Regions from separate parts of the Hordeum vulgare genome. Here region 2 is linked to region 1. The links are chromatin contacts, called in public Hi-C maps. All regions are on one chromosome and are shown on one strand. The core of a region is the stretch at or near the end of the contact, and the rest is flanking DNA. Distances in the headings are between cores, read along the strand shown. Region 1 has its middle 180 kb from the start of LOC123441880. Region 2 holds the start of LOC123444327.

Region 1 (7,137 bases), core at 2,639-5,138:
TGCCGCACCAGGGTTCCGCACGGGACGCTACTCGTCCCACAAGCGGATCAAACCCGCTAACCAGAATCCTGGACTCCGCTAGGGGCATTCCCAAATACGAGATAGGGAAAGTCGCCAGCTTGCAGTTGAGGTTGTCCACAATCCTGAGCTGATCAACCTCTGAGTAGCCCAGGACCACCACCTCGCTCTTATCAAAGTTAATCTTAAGTCCAGACATTTCCTCGAAGCAGAGCAAAAGGAACTTAAGATTAGCAATGTCGGACTCAGAGCCAGAGACCATGATCATGGTGTCGTCTGCATACTGGAGGTGGGAAACCCCACCCCCCGGGATGAGATGACCAACCACCCCCAGGATATGCCCTGCTAATCTAGCCTTATCCAGTATGCTAGCAAGGGCGTCCACGGCGAGGTTAAAAAGCAGGGGGGAGATAGGGCCACCTTGCTTAACCCCCCTAGATGCCCGAAAAAAGGGGCCAACTTCAGCATTGATATTGATCGCGGTGCTACCAGATCGCACCAGCTGCATGATCCAGGAGCACCACCTCTCGTCAAATCCGCGCCGCTGCAATACTAACCTCAAGAAGGACCAATCAAGACGGACGTACGCCTTCTGGAAGTCCAACTTGAGAAAGACCCCCTTCATGCCCTTGGACGCCACCTCATGGACCACCTCGTGGAGGGCAAGAATCCCGTCATGTATCTTCCTGCCCTTCAGGAGTGCAGACTGAAGGGGGTGGGCTATCCGTTCGGCCACAGGGGACAAGCGGGTGGCGCATACTTTAGCAAAAATACGCGCCACCACGTTAATCACCGTAATAGGCCTGAATTGCCAAATCTCTGCAGCCCCAACTAGTTTGGGGATGAGAGTAATGACTCCATAGTTATTCCTGCCCATGTTCAGAGTGCCTATATAAAATTCATGGAACATAGGCATGATAACCGGGCGCACGGTCTCCCAGAATCGCTGGAAAAAGACCACCGGGAGGCCGTCTGGCCCCGGGGCCGAGCACGCCTTCATAGAGGCGATTGCCTGGCCCACTTCCTCCGAGGAGAATGGGAGAGTGAGTTCCGCATTCTCCACGTCGGACACCTGATCAGCTAGCGGCCAGAAGTCCTCACTGAGGGAGGAGCTTCCCCGCAGATCAGCCGAGAATAACTCCTTATAGAAGGAGTAAATATGGGATGAGATGTCTTCTGGGCTCTCCAGAAGAACATCTCCGTCCCGGAGGAAAGGGATGACACATTTCCGCCTACGGCCGTTGGCGATGGCCTGAAAGTACACGGTGTTCGCATCCCCCTTAAGAAGCCAGTTCTGGCCACCTCGACGTTGCTAGAACAATTCCTCGGACCTGAAAATGCCCATGAGCTCGGCATCAAGGGAGTACCTCCGGGTCCAGTCATCTGGGGACAGACCCGCTCCATCCGCCAAGTCATCTAGGCACTTAATCTGACCTAGAAGGGCCCCTTTACGGGCCCGGAGATCAGCACCCAAGTTAGCACCCCAGCCCTTCATGGCATGGCGCGCCATCTTGGCACAGTGTTGCCAAATGTCCACCGCACTGAAGACTTGCGGCGGGGAGGCGGCAGCCCGAAGCCAACGGTCGCGGACCAACTCGCACAAACCAGGTTGATCCAACCAAAAAGTCTCAAAGCGAAAGCGCCATGATCTAGGGGGGGGAGCTATCCCCCGACGAGAAGAGTAGGGGCGTATGGTCTGAGCCAATCTGCGTGATCGCCCTAAGCCCACAGAGGGGGGAACATCACTTCCCATTGGGGCGACACAAAGACCCGATCTAGAACACTCCGGATGGGGTCCGCCTGCTTGTTCGACCACGTGAACCTGGCCCCTACGCGAGCTCATACATGTGTGGAAACAACCTTCCTTATAAGGAGGTCCAACTCCTACTAAACTAGCAATGAGGGACTTTTTTTTTTACCTTTTGCCTTACATGAATGGGTTGCGTGGGCCTCTATGATATATTATGAATTTTTAAAATTATTATAAAACTGGTTCAAAATAAATAAAATTCCAGCAGATATTTCAGCATCAGAAGTGCGGCACATTTTAGTGAAAAAGATCGGATGATGAATAATTTGTGAAGGTTTGGCTGCAAGAGCCACCTGATTGTATCCACGACGTTATTTCGCCAGAGATTCCTGCCTACTAGGAACAAATAGAGAGCAGTTTGAACTTCAAAAAAAACTTATACATTCTCCCCACGTAAAAAATTGCCACCGGCGGGCTCAAAATCTGTGACATCGCGATTCACACGCGGCTGGAACAAACGTATTAATTTAGAGACAAACGATGTACATGCTTTTATCTCTTTTGGTCTATGTAAGTATGTGCCCTTTTAAAAATGGATTAAACATTGTAAAAATATATTTGTGTAATTCAAAATATGTTGATGCGTTAATTTATTTGAACTGTGCGAATATATTTTTGAGATGTGTCAACATTTTTAAAATACAATGTACATTTTTTTAATTTACACAAATATATTTTAGAATGTTGTTTTATAAATGTCACGTACTCCCTCCATCCCATAATATAAAATTATTTTAGCCACTTTTAATGCAAAAAATATATATTGAATTATACAAACATTATTTTACAATGTTTAACTTTTTATTAATTAAAAAAAGAGTTGATACAGACATTTAATTTTTTTATGAAATAAAACTGTTCAATGAATACAAAAAGAATTATACACTGACAACTTGTATGTAGATTATACAAAATGATGAATGCAAACATTTACTAAATGCTTCTTAATATTAACTTGTGTACATTTTTTACTCATGACTTATATTCACACAAATATAATTTAAATATTGGACGGGATTAAATATTCATTGAAATATTTTATATTTTGAGCTATGAATATTTTTAACTATACAAACCAAACCTGGCCAAACGCGCGGCCCGACAGGGTACGAGCACGTGCCTGGCCCAGCACGGCCCGCCAAGGCACGCTTAGTAATCGGCCGGGGTCGTGCTGTGCCAGCCCGTGGGCTGCGCCTCTAGATCCAGGCACGACCCGATTACTAAACGGTCGGCCTGTTGGTCCGTTTTGCATGATGGGCTGCATATGTTTAGCTTCTAGGCTTATTTTTAAGCTTATTGGGCTGTATATTATATACATATATATTAAAAAAATAAAATATGAAAAATAAAATAAATGGATTGTGTCGTGCGGGTCCGCGTGCCCAGCCTCCAAGACCATTCACGGCCCGAGGTGTGCCGCGTGCCGGGCATGGGCACGATTAAAGCGTCCCGGGCCGGGCCCGTCTCGTGCTAGGCCGGCGTGCCTGCGGACCGGCCCGATTGATCGGGCCCGTTTGGCCAGGTATAATACAAAACGTTGAACTATATAAAATATGTGTATAATTCTTGAAATGCGTGTATTACTAAAGTAATAGTTATTAATTTTAGTTTTAAAAATATTGATATTTTAATTGCACAAATATTTTTAGTTATTCACAAAAATCATTTCAAAATAATACATGAACAAATTATGCTCCATCAATTTCTCAAATAAAAGGTACAGGTGTATTTATACAAAAATATAACATTTCTATAATTATTAATATTTGTATTATGATTATAGAATCGTTTTTAATCATTTATAAGTACTATTTTAGAATACAAATACAGGAACAATATTTGAAACTTGTCTTCTTATTGAGATTATAATTTATATATTGTCTATAAATTTTGAAAAGCCAAACAAGCGCAAACTGGGCCGCGTGGACGGCAGCTCATTTCTGTTCCACGTACGCCTCTGTCATTGTACATTAAAGTGTTAGGTGTAGTGGCTGGGTCGGGTAATGGGCGTTTCTTATTTGATTCTACAGGCGCCTGTTAAAGTGCATATTTGCAAACGGGCGCCTGTAGCGCTCGCCCACAGGGCCGGCCCATCATCGGGCATTCCCAAGCTGAAAAAAGGAGCGAATGTAGGGATCGAAACGGGCGACCTCATCATCCTATACGGACGTGGAAACCATCCCGCCAGGAAAACTGGTACGCTTATTATTATCTTTTCCGCCTTTTCTTATACTTCCTACATTTCTCTTTTTTTTCTTTCTTCCCCTTTTCTTTTTTTCGCTTTTATTTTTCTCTTTAATTTTTTTCCTTCTTCTTTATTTCTCGTATGTTTATTTTGTTACAAATTCGTAATTTTTTCTTTAAAATTGATGAATTTTTTCCCAAATTTGATGTACATTTTTTCAAATTTGAAGCTTTGTTTTCTTACCTTTTGATGAATTTTATTCAAACTTTAGCTCGAATGACCCCTTCTCATAATAAGAATGTGCACGGTCTGGTCCGGTATGGAATGAACTTATAATCTGATGATCGAGTCGATTCCATGATTATAAGTTCATAACCCTAGCGCCCATTCCCATTTTGGGCGGAACAGATCTACTAATTCTTTTATTCCAGTTAGTAAGAGGGATCTTGAACTAAGAAATAGACCTAGCAGCTAATCTATTTTCAAGTTGGATAATTTTTTATGAAGTTTTTTCAAACTTGCATGAAATTTTCGAAAATCATTTTTTCAGTTTCGTTGAACATTTTTCAAGTTTGATGAACTTTTTTCAAATCCGATGAACTTTTTTCATATCCGAAGAACTTTTTTTAATCCATTTTTTTTTTCAATTTCAATGAACTTTATTCAAATTTGATGCGTTTTTATTCAAGTTTGGTGAACCTTTTCTCAAATCTGATGAACTTTTTTCAAATCCATTGATTGTCCTTTCCAAAATACATGAGCATTTTTCAGATTCAACAAACTTTTTTCCAAATTTGATGAACTTTTTTCAAACTTGATGAACTATTTTCAAGTTGGATAATTTTTTTCCTACAAAACAGTTTTTTTATTCCATTGAATATTTCTCAGGTCCGATGAACTTTTTTCATATTTGATGAACTTTTTTTCAATTTTTATTAACTATTTTTAAACCGATGAACTTTTTTTAAATACATTAACTTTTCAAAACAATTCCATTAATTTAAAATTTGTGAACTTTTTTTGAAATCGGTGAACTTGTATTAAAGTTGGTGAACATATTTTAAATTTTGTGAAATCGATGAACTTTTTTCAATATGAATGAACTTCTTTTGTTCAAATTTGATGAACTTTTTCGTTTTCAATTATTTTATAAATAAATGATGAACTTTTTTTTTCAAATTTGGTGAATTTTTTTGAAATTGATGAACTGTTTTCAAATTCGATAATTTTTTCCAAAATTTATGAAATTTTTTATATTTATGTTTTTTGACTAAATTTGTCATTGTTTTGAAGTTTGTGAATGCTTTTGAAAATTACATGAATACTTTTGATTTCATGATTTTTTTTCTTTTTTATCCCGTAGTTGACTAGTAAAAGTTTAAGGTAAATGTTCACACCTGCCCAAGGGGCTGAGTGGTCCTTGGAACGTAGCAGTTTAGATGAGGTTGTATGTTCAATTCCTGTTTCCGTCGGAATTTTTGGCCCAATAGTGTCGCTGCGTGGGCGTTGCAACTCCTAGTTGGCGCTGAAGGCGCTGACTAGGAGCTCCCCTGGTAATGTGCTAGGTCGCTCGTTCGGGACAAAGTAGTCGCATTTCTTCAGTTCATTTTTGCTCCTACTGATGGGTGGTCTTTTCGCAAAAAAGAAAAAGATGAGGGAGTTTTGTGTAAAAACACATTTATGTGTCACTACAACGTGCCTTGTCCATGCTGGTGTGCCACATAAGCACCCAATATGCACGCATATATGATCGCATTTGCACGTCCATACAAGTTTGATGATCACAATCATAAACTCCCTCTGTCCCTAAATATTTATCTCTTTTATATTCAATTATGGATTACATACAAAGTAAAATAAATAAATTTATATTATAAATTATGTTCCGTTTTTAAATATTTATTTTTTTAGAGATTCAATTATGAACTACATACAAAGCAAAAATGAATGAATATATATTTAAAATTATATTTATATACATCCATATATAATTCATAATAAAATCTGTAAAAAGATAAATATTTTAAAACAGAGACAGTCGCATGCAAGTTCTAAGACTTTGGATGTATTTACTCTATTTTTCTTTTCATGGATTGCCATCGCGCTCAGCAGTGCAATGCAACGGCCAACCGATCGAGACGAGTAGCCCCCCATTTGCCAATAGATTTTGCGGCGTTGTAGTTGAGACGCGGTACTCGCAATTCAATTAGCCGGTACGAAAGCTCCTGGGCAGCAACCATATCTCTGCATTCAATTGCCAGCAGCTTTGGTTCCAACTTGTGTTTGTATTAATGCATTTCATGCATGTGTGCCTTCTGGTTTGGCCGTTCTCTCCGTAGGTTCAGTATTCCTTGTCGGTGATGGATGTGTTACTTTGCATTTTTTAAGAAAAGGCATACGTCTGATTTTATAAATAAAGTCACAGTCACAACCAACCAGCATTATACAAACAGTTTACCCAAAACACTCAGAACCGACCACCACAAAATACACTAACCATAACTCAGCGGCACGGAGGCCCAAATGATAGATACAAGGCACGCACACCAACCACCTACCGTAAAGGAAAGATCCAACAAACTAAGGAGACGGTGCGACAGAAGGAGATATCAGTAGACTGGCAAACGTCCGAACTTTGTTGATCAACACCTCCACCCCATCCCGTTCGACAGGTTTAGTTAATAATTTCCACTACAGCAAGAGAATAGACATTTTAAACAAAACATCAACATGTTAGTTAGGAAACACACCCACAATAGTGAATTTGTTCGTGGTAGTCCATAACGACCAACAAAGAGCACCCGGCCCGACCCGAAAAAAACCTCTTAGAGCGCCCCCGAAGGTTAGAGGTTTGCAACCACGATCGAACACAACCCTCCATCAGCTTGGCCACACAACACCCAAAGAAGATATGGTTAGTATCCTCCCGCGGAGAGCATAAAGCACAAAAGGCCGAGCCACGACCATTCCTCTTCCGGATCTTATCAGCAGAAGGCAGCCGACCCGTAGAGGCCTCCCGGAGAAAAATCTTAATTTTGGGAGGGATCCTCGCAACCAAAATGGGTTTGAACTTGGAAGTAGGGGTACCAGAGATAATTATAAACTTGGAAGTAGGGGTACCAGA
Region 2 (6,850 bases), core at 4,034-6,533, 540 kb after region 1:
CTGGCAAGCTTCCGTGAACGCTACCAAGAGAGGTAGGTACCTATCCCCCACCCCCCGCGCAAATATTGTTGATACGCTGTGCCTATTCGGTTCATTTCCTCAACCAGAAACCATAGTCGTCTTGGCTATGATAACCTCGAACTGTTTGTTGTGTGCGAAATGTTAACTGGACAAGGTCAATGTAGGGAATCATGCCTACTCTCACAAGTCCTTAGTGTGAACAACTTAGCTTGCTCGCTAGGAGCCTGAAGATTAGTGCGATGCAGTGCACACGAGGTTATTTCGTAGTGATGAATTGGGATAGGAATTACCATGGATATCAAGTCCAATATCAATGGATCACTAACCGGAGTATTTGTTGAGTATTTCAATTTCACTCCGAACATAACTGATATATAAACCTTTAGTTGCTGCCTATGGCATTGTAAGCTGATTTTCAAGAACCCACTACTCATGCATTTCGGTAACTGTATGGTATGGTAACTAAATTTATCATATTAGGGAAAATAGTGCCGATTTTTCTCCTCTACTCCCTCCGTTCCTAAATATAAGTCTTTTTAGAGATTTCACTAGGAAATTGCATACGGATGTATATAGACATACTTTAGAGTGTAGATTCACTCATTTTACTCCGTATGTAGCCCCTTAGGCCTTGTTTGGTGCGCAGGGTTTGGGGAGGTTTCTAGGGGATTATCCCCGAGGGGGCCAGAAACCCCACGATTCCCTGCATGTCCATTTGGCGGACAGGGTTTGTGGTGAGCAAACCCCTTCAATCCACTCAAATCCACCTCAAACCAAGTGGTTTTGAAGCATCGAGGGAGGGCTAGTGGAACTCGTGCAATGGGGATTCAAGAGGATTGGGTGGAAGAGAGGGATTCACCAAATCCCCTAGAATCCCCACCTCCTTGGGGGCTTGAAAACCACTTATGTCAAACAAGGCCTTAGTGAAATCTCTAAAAAGACTTATATTTAGGAATGGAGGGAGTAATTGGCAACATGTACCCCATGAATTTTCAAACCTTCCCCTAACTCACCTGAATAACTCTTTTGGCATATCTAACCCCATGAATTACGCACGGATTTTGTAACAGTAGTACATCACAATATACACATTATCTTGGGCCTATGCATTAATCTTGTATCTGCATATACCAAATTGGCAGCTGTTGTATGGAATTCAGAAGATTTATTTCCACCAAGTGAAAGATACATCTTCAATTTCAATTCAAAAGATGAGGTGAAGAAGTGGCACTTGTACTCGGATTCAGAGTATGGAGGTAATGCATCAAGTTGATGTTTTCTTGTTTAATGATAGTTGTCACAGTTTCCCTGAATAACTGATATGATAGAATGAAGCGTGTGTGTCCTTTTGTTATTGTGAGATACTCATGAAAGATTTACATTCCCTACATTTCTCCCTGGTACCAACTTGTTATTTTCATTTTATCTCGGAATGTGCAAAGAAGCTGACATGTTGGGTCACTGAAGAATGTTGTCTTTAGATGAATATGTAACTGATTTAGGCGTCCATAGTACTTCCTTGTTTTGAATGAAAATGACTAAAGTCAAGAAAAGCTCTCTTCTTCCAGGGAACAACATAAAATGATTTGCTATCTGGTACTTACATAGTGCAGTCTTTCCTAAAGTTATGTGCTACAGTAGAGCATTACTGTCTGTTTCCTTTGTGCTCAATGCAGACTGCAGAGTATTATTTCTTTTTTTTAGGGACGCAGAGTATTATATCTAATACCAATGTATCTTCCTTGTTTCGAGTAAAATGAATAAAGTCAAGAAAGCTCTCTTCTTCCGGAGAGCAACATAAAATGATTTGCTATTGAGTTCTAGTACTTGAATCTTCCTGATGTATGGTATAGTCCTTCCTAAGGATATGTGCTACAGTAGAGCATTACTGTCCATTTCCTTTGTGCATACCGCAGAGTATTATATCTGAAACCAATTTATTATACTCCTTCCGTAAAGAAATATAAGAGCAGTTAGATCACTAAAGTAGTGATCCAAATGCTTTTATATTTCTTTACAGAGCGAGTACCAGTTTTTCTTTATAGTGAGCCAATTGGGTGTCTATCCATTCCAAACAGGCCATGCCAAATGGTACCCTTTTTCCTTTATACATGAGTAAAACATCAAGACTGTGTAGTGCCCCATGCTTAGAATAATTTTCATGGGATTGCTTCTTACTTCTGATAGAAATTTGATAACCTGTTTTCTCCACCACAGATTATTATCTCTCTGATATATGTATTAAATTTATACACCATCCTTCTGACACCTTTTGTAAAAACTTTGTGTTTGCATCTGTGAGATAATATCATTGAACAGTGTTGTTCTCCAGGTTTATCATCTGCATCACTGGAGATAACTGATAGTGTTTCTGGTGGAGATACTTCATCAACTGGTACTATGTCTTTGACATGCTTACTTTTCCAGCTGGCTCAATCTTTTGAAGTATAGCTCGCATTATGATTTATAATTTCCAGTTTGAAAAAGATAAAAGTGTGTGGTGTGTAATTGCAGTCATGTAGAACCTAGAAGAAGAAATAAGCTTAATTGCTGTCTAAAAATGGGAATGCCTTGTAATACCGTTCACTGTCATTTGTCTGTACTAGTCTAGTTTAGCAGGGAATATCAGCTGCGTCTTTTCTATGTAGTTAATAACAGTTGAATATAATTATATGAAACATGCAGTCCATTTATTCATGACTTCCATAGATCCTATTCCTTACTAGCTCAGCTTAATTTTAAACTTGACAGTTTTGTAATGATTTAACCAACATGTGCACTTGGGAAGGTGTCTTTTCTGGCAACCTCTCCTTGGATATGTCCGAGGGATCACCATGGAGGATCAGGCGAAGTGGTTTCTGCGGAATGCGATCAAAGAAGGTATAGCGTTCTGTCTGCACTGAGGGTTGTAGCTGGTGAAGAGTGTATGTTGACTAGCAAGTCAAAATTCTAATAAAATAAAGTTATTCAATTTAAAAGAAGGGAATGGTCAGTTACTTCAAAAAGTAGAATATATTCAGTAGACACCATAATGCTGAGCATACCCACAGTCGTGCTTCCTAAATCTCACCTTATTTTGTTCTTCCCTGGTTGGGTAATTTATATGCAGTGTCTTAGGATTTGGTCAAAAGCTTAGTTGAGCTTTCATTTGATGTCCACAAAGTAACAAGGATTTCTAATTTTGAGCAATCTCAGTATGGAGACACTATTTTGCTGACTTCATGCGATTCCTTGTTTCAGTTTGATGGTTTCATCGATCTTGATTCATATGACACAATAGCAATTAAGCTCAGAGGGGATGGAAGAACTTACATATCCACTGTACGTATACGACGACTAGAAACAACAATGAATAATTGATGTCCAGTCAATATATTGTTCCATAATCTGAATTTGTATGCAGATATACACAGAGAACTGGGTGAATTCACCTGGACAAGAGGAAGATAACTCGTGGCAGGCTTTCGTGTACGTACCACAGGGTGGCTGGCGCATCCTGAAGGTAATTTCTCTAGTCACAACCGACAACTATGTGTTTGTTCATGATTAAAATACCACTGTTTTTCTCCATCCAGATCCCTCTTGCTAGCTACTTGCCTACATGGAAAGGAAACGTGATCGAAGCGGAGATGGAAATGAATCCTTCTCGCGTCGTGGGAATGTCTGTCTCGTTAAATGCAGAAGGCGGCGTTCCTGGTGCTAAGACTGGGCCAGGCGATTTTAGATTAGACATCGATTGGATCAAGGCGATGAGGGCACTGTGATTTCCACAGCCTGTCTTTCGGCTTTCGCAGTATATTTCTGGTCCTAAAATTCCAAGAGCGTTTCATTCTATGTAGTTGCTCGCCGAGCTCCTTCACAAAAGAGAATCTCATCCTGTATGCAGCTACTTTGTCCTACGGTGATAGATGAGTGTCATCAATAACCAGGGGTATGAACGGTAAAACCATCATACGACAGATTGTCAAATCCTGCATCCATCGTAGATGCATGAAATGTTTCACTTTGTATCGGAGCAGTAACCATGGAAATAGTTATCGGTCCAGCACCATTGAATAAAGAATTTTGAGCAGTTTTAACATGACCCCTCTGGCCCTCTTGCCTGTCATGAAACTTTTTGTACTGTAGAAGTGCATGCTCTAGCCAATGCAATCAAAAGAACGATTTGATGAAAGAGACTAGGCAGCACATTATACGTCACACTCCCCCTCACGTGTGACTTTGATACCATGTAGAAGCGCATGCTCTAACCAATGCAGCCAAAAGATCGATCTGATTGAAGAGACTAGGCAGCACATTATACGTCAACACGTGCTACCTTCCAGATGATAGATGTTCAATCTACAGTTCCGTGAAGCCTACTTGATGTTTTTTCTTTGAATTGTCCACCTGCTAAATCGCACGTTTTTCGCTAGGGTGCTTCAACCTGTCAGACTTGTCAAAGAGTACATTTTGGCCACTAAAATGATGAAAAGCCCGTGCCGGCAGGCGACAGCAAAGGGAAGCTTCTCGGCACAAGGATGCAAAAACGAACGCGGTTCAATCTGAAGAATCTCACAGTAGTTTATTCCATTCCGAGAAAAATAATCCTAAACTCGCTACCGGCCGATTTCCATGAACCAACCCAAGGGAGACTCATCATTTCGACTGGCAGCCACGGGGAAGATGAGCCCAACAAAATTGACTGACCAACAGCCCAACACCGTGGCGAAGACGCGTGGTGCCACCGGCTACTTTCCTCGCTCGCACGTATGCACAGACGACGGCGGGCCCGCCTTCTCTGTCACTGTCACCCTTCGATGAAGCCGGTCATCCGCAACACGGAGTTGCGCAGGTGGCTGAGGTCCCGGTGCGCCCGCCCGGGCCCCGACCGCAGCGAGAACGCCGCCGCCTTCCCCTCCGACCACCTGCGCGACACCATCAGGTGCGGCGGCACCATGGCGCCGTCGTGCTCCTCCTCCTCCTCCTCGTCGTCCAGGTCGGCGCGCCCGCGGGGCAGGTGGGCGGGCCTGGGAATGTCCACGGGCGCAGAGCGCTGCCGGCGGTGATCCCTGGAGGCTCCTCCGGGAGCCGCCGTCGATGGCCCATACGGGCTCCCCGGAGCGCCGTGGCGCGTCTCCGGCCACAGCACCTCGCACTCGGACAGCTCCTCCTGCTCCACCGTCGACATATTTGTGCGGTTTTGTGCTCGCCTGCGTGTTACACTTGGGGACTTTGCCGACTTGGATTGGAAGCTCGATGATCTTTTTGGTTATCGGCGAACAGGGCGCGTATATATAGGGCAGTGGGTGTGGCACCGATGCCGTGTAGGTGTAGCTTCCCACGTACGGCGGCAGCCGCGTGGAGGATGAGGTCGGAGCCGGGTCACGGGCCTACCCGTACCGGGCCAGGTCAAACAGAGGCTGATCCAATCCACCGGGCCACATGGAAATAAATTGGCTATATTCCCCTCAAATAAAAATTTAAAATAAAGTATCTATACAGTGTTTTGCTAAAAAATGTGTTTTGCTCTATACAATGTTCAAACTGTCACCTGGGGTTGTAATCTTTCCCATGTACTCGTACCTTGTGTGAGTGCTAATATATTCAGGCTGGAAAGCTCCTCCTGCTTTTGAAGGTGCATTTTTTAGAATCAAAGGTGCAACCTATTTTGGTCGTATGAGCAGTTTCTTCCTCTGTGTAATTATATAATGAACTGGTACCACTAATCATGAATCCGATCATTGGTGAGAGGTGACGAAGGCCAGAAGGTGCCACGTACACCTGCAGATACAGAATATAAGTCACCCGCAAAAAAAAAGAGACAGAAAATATAAGATTTACAAACAAGGTGCTGAAATTGTTTGAAAGTTGTATCGTTATCTAAAGCACCGCGCGCAGCAGCCAGTTCTGACGAGACCGAATACACGAGCATGGGATCCCATTTTAAAAGTGTGACAAGATTATGCCAGGCTTGATCCAGATTAATTAACCCTCGACTACGTCACACGCGTCCCCTGCTCCCCTGCGAATCTCTCACAGACCTACGCGTGTAATCCTTGGTCCTCGACTGGGAAGCACACGGAATCCATCGTCAAAAACAAGAAAAGCTGATCCTTTTTGTCAAGGTTCAGCACAAAATAAATCCATTTTTTTTTACAAAGGACCCTTCTACATGACATCCATATCCAGCACACCATGCTAGACAACATAACGTCTCGGTCAAAGGCGTCACTGATCATTGCTCACTTGTCACCTTGGCAGAGTAAGAGCAACTCTAGCAAACACCGCATTCGTCCGGCCCGCAACGTGTTTGCAGTTTGCATAAAAATGTCTATGCGGGCTGGCGCGTACGGACGCGGATGCAGACCCCGCATAACGGATCCGTAAAAGAGCATATTCGTGGAATATGCTTTGATGGGGGAAAGCGCGGACTGAAATGTTCCTCCACCAACCGATTTCGCTCATATGTAGGGCACCGCAGCGGCGAGGTGGAAACCCGCGAATACGCGGGTTGGGACCGAGATTTTGCCGTACCCCGCAAAAATATTTGTGGGTCGGGGCGGGATGTGGGGTCTGATCGGGCAGATTTTCCCGCCCCGACCCGCATTTTCGCGGTTATTTTCCGGGTCGGGGCGGGATGCGGGGTGTGCTAGAGTTGCTCTAAGGAAACATGGCGAAAAAGAGTTTTTCCCCGCTTTGTATTACAAAGCAATTAAACAGTACAACCAACGATAGGGCTGGGGCAAAACATCACAGTCACGTCTAAAAAAAGGAAAAATACAAAAAATTAAATGCCTACACCGATGGATCGACACAAAACACAAAAGACTCGCGACCGCTGTGCCTA

Evidence for each region. A called contact is a pair of places that touch in the nucleus more often than the background predicts.
Region 2: a Hi-C map of leaf shows a contact between it and region 1, with 4 times the contacts expected there. The contact joins the promoter of LOC123444327 here to the enhancer-like site in region 1. A contact is called at or near these places in 2 of 6 Hi-C or Micro-C datasets (both in leaf).

Annotation. Positions count from the first base shown.
Region 1 is chr3H:470,084,008-470,091,144 of MorexV3_pseudomolecules_assembly, forward strand. No RefSeq gene overlaps it. Among protein-coding and RNA genes, the nearest start is that of LOC123441880, 180 kb to the left of the region's middle. Within about 2 kb of position 3,889, at least 3 of the 3 cell types and tissues checked have open chromatin away from gene starts, as enhancers often do. A contact at or near this core is called in leaf, where this site is marked.
Region 2 is chr3H:470,625,979-470,632,828 of MorexV3_pseudomolecules_assembly, forward strand. It overlaps LOC123444327, which reads right to left and starts at 5,284. Exons shown (of 1, transcript XM_045121013.1): 1 at 4,567-5,284. The coding sequence starts at 5,191. The coding sequence ends at 4,811. LOC123444326 (probable complex I intermediate-associated protein 30) reads left to right here. Exons shown (of 7, transcript XM_045121012.1): 1 at 1-32; 2 at 1,164-1,277; 3 at 2,354-2,416; 4 at 2,810-2,901; 5 at 3,262-3,342; 6 at 3,425-3,523; 7 at 3,597-4,100. The coding sequence ends at 3,785.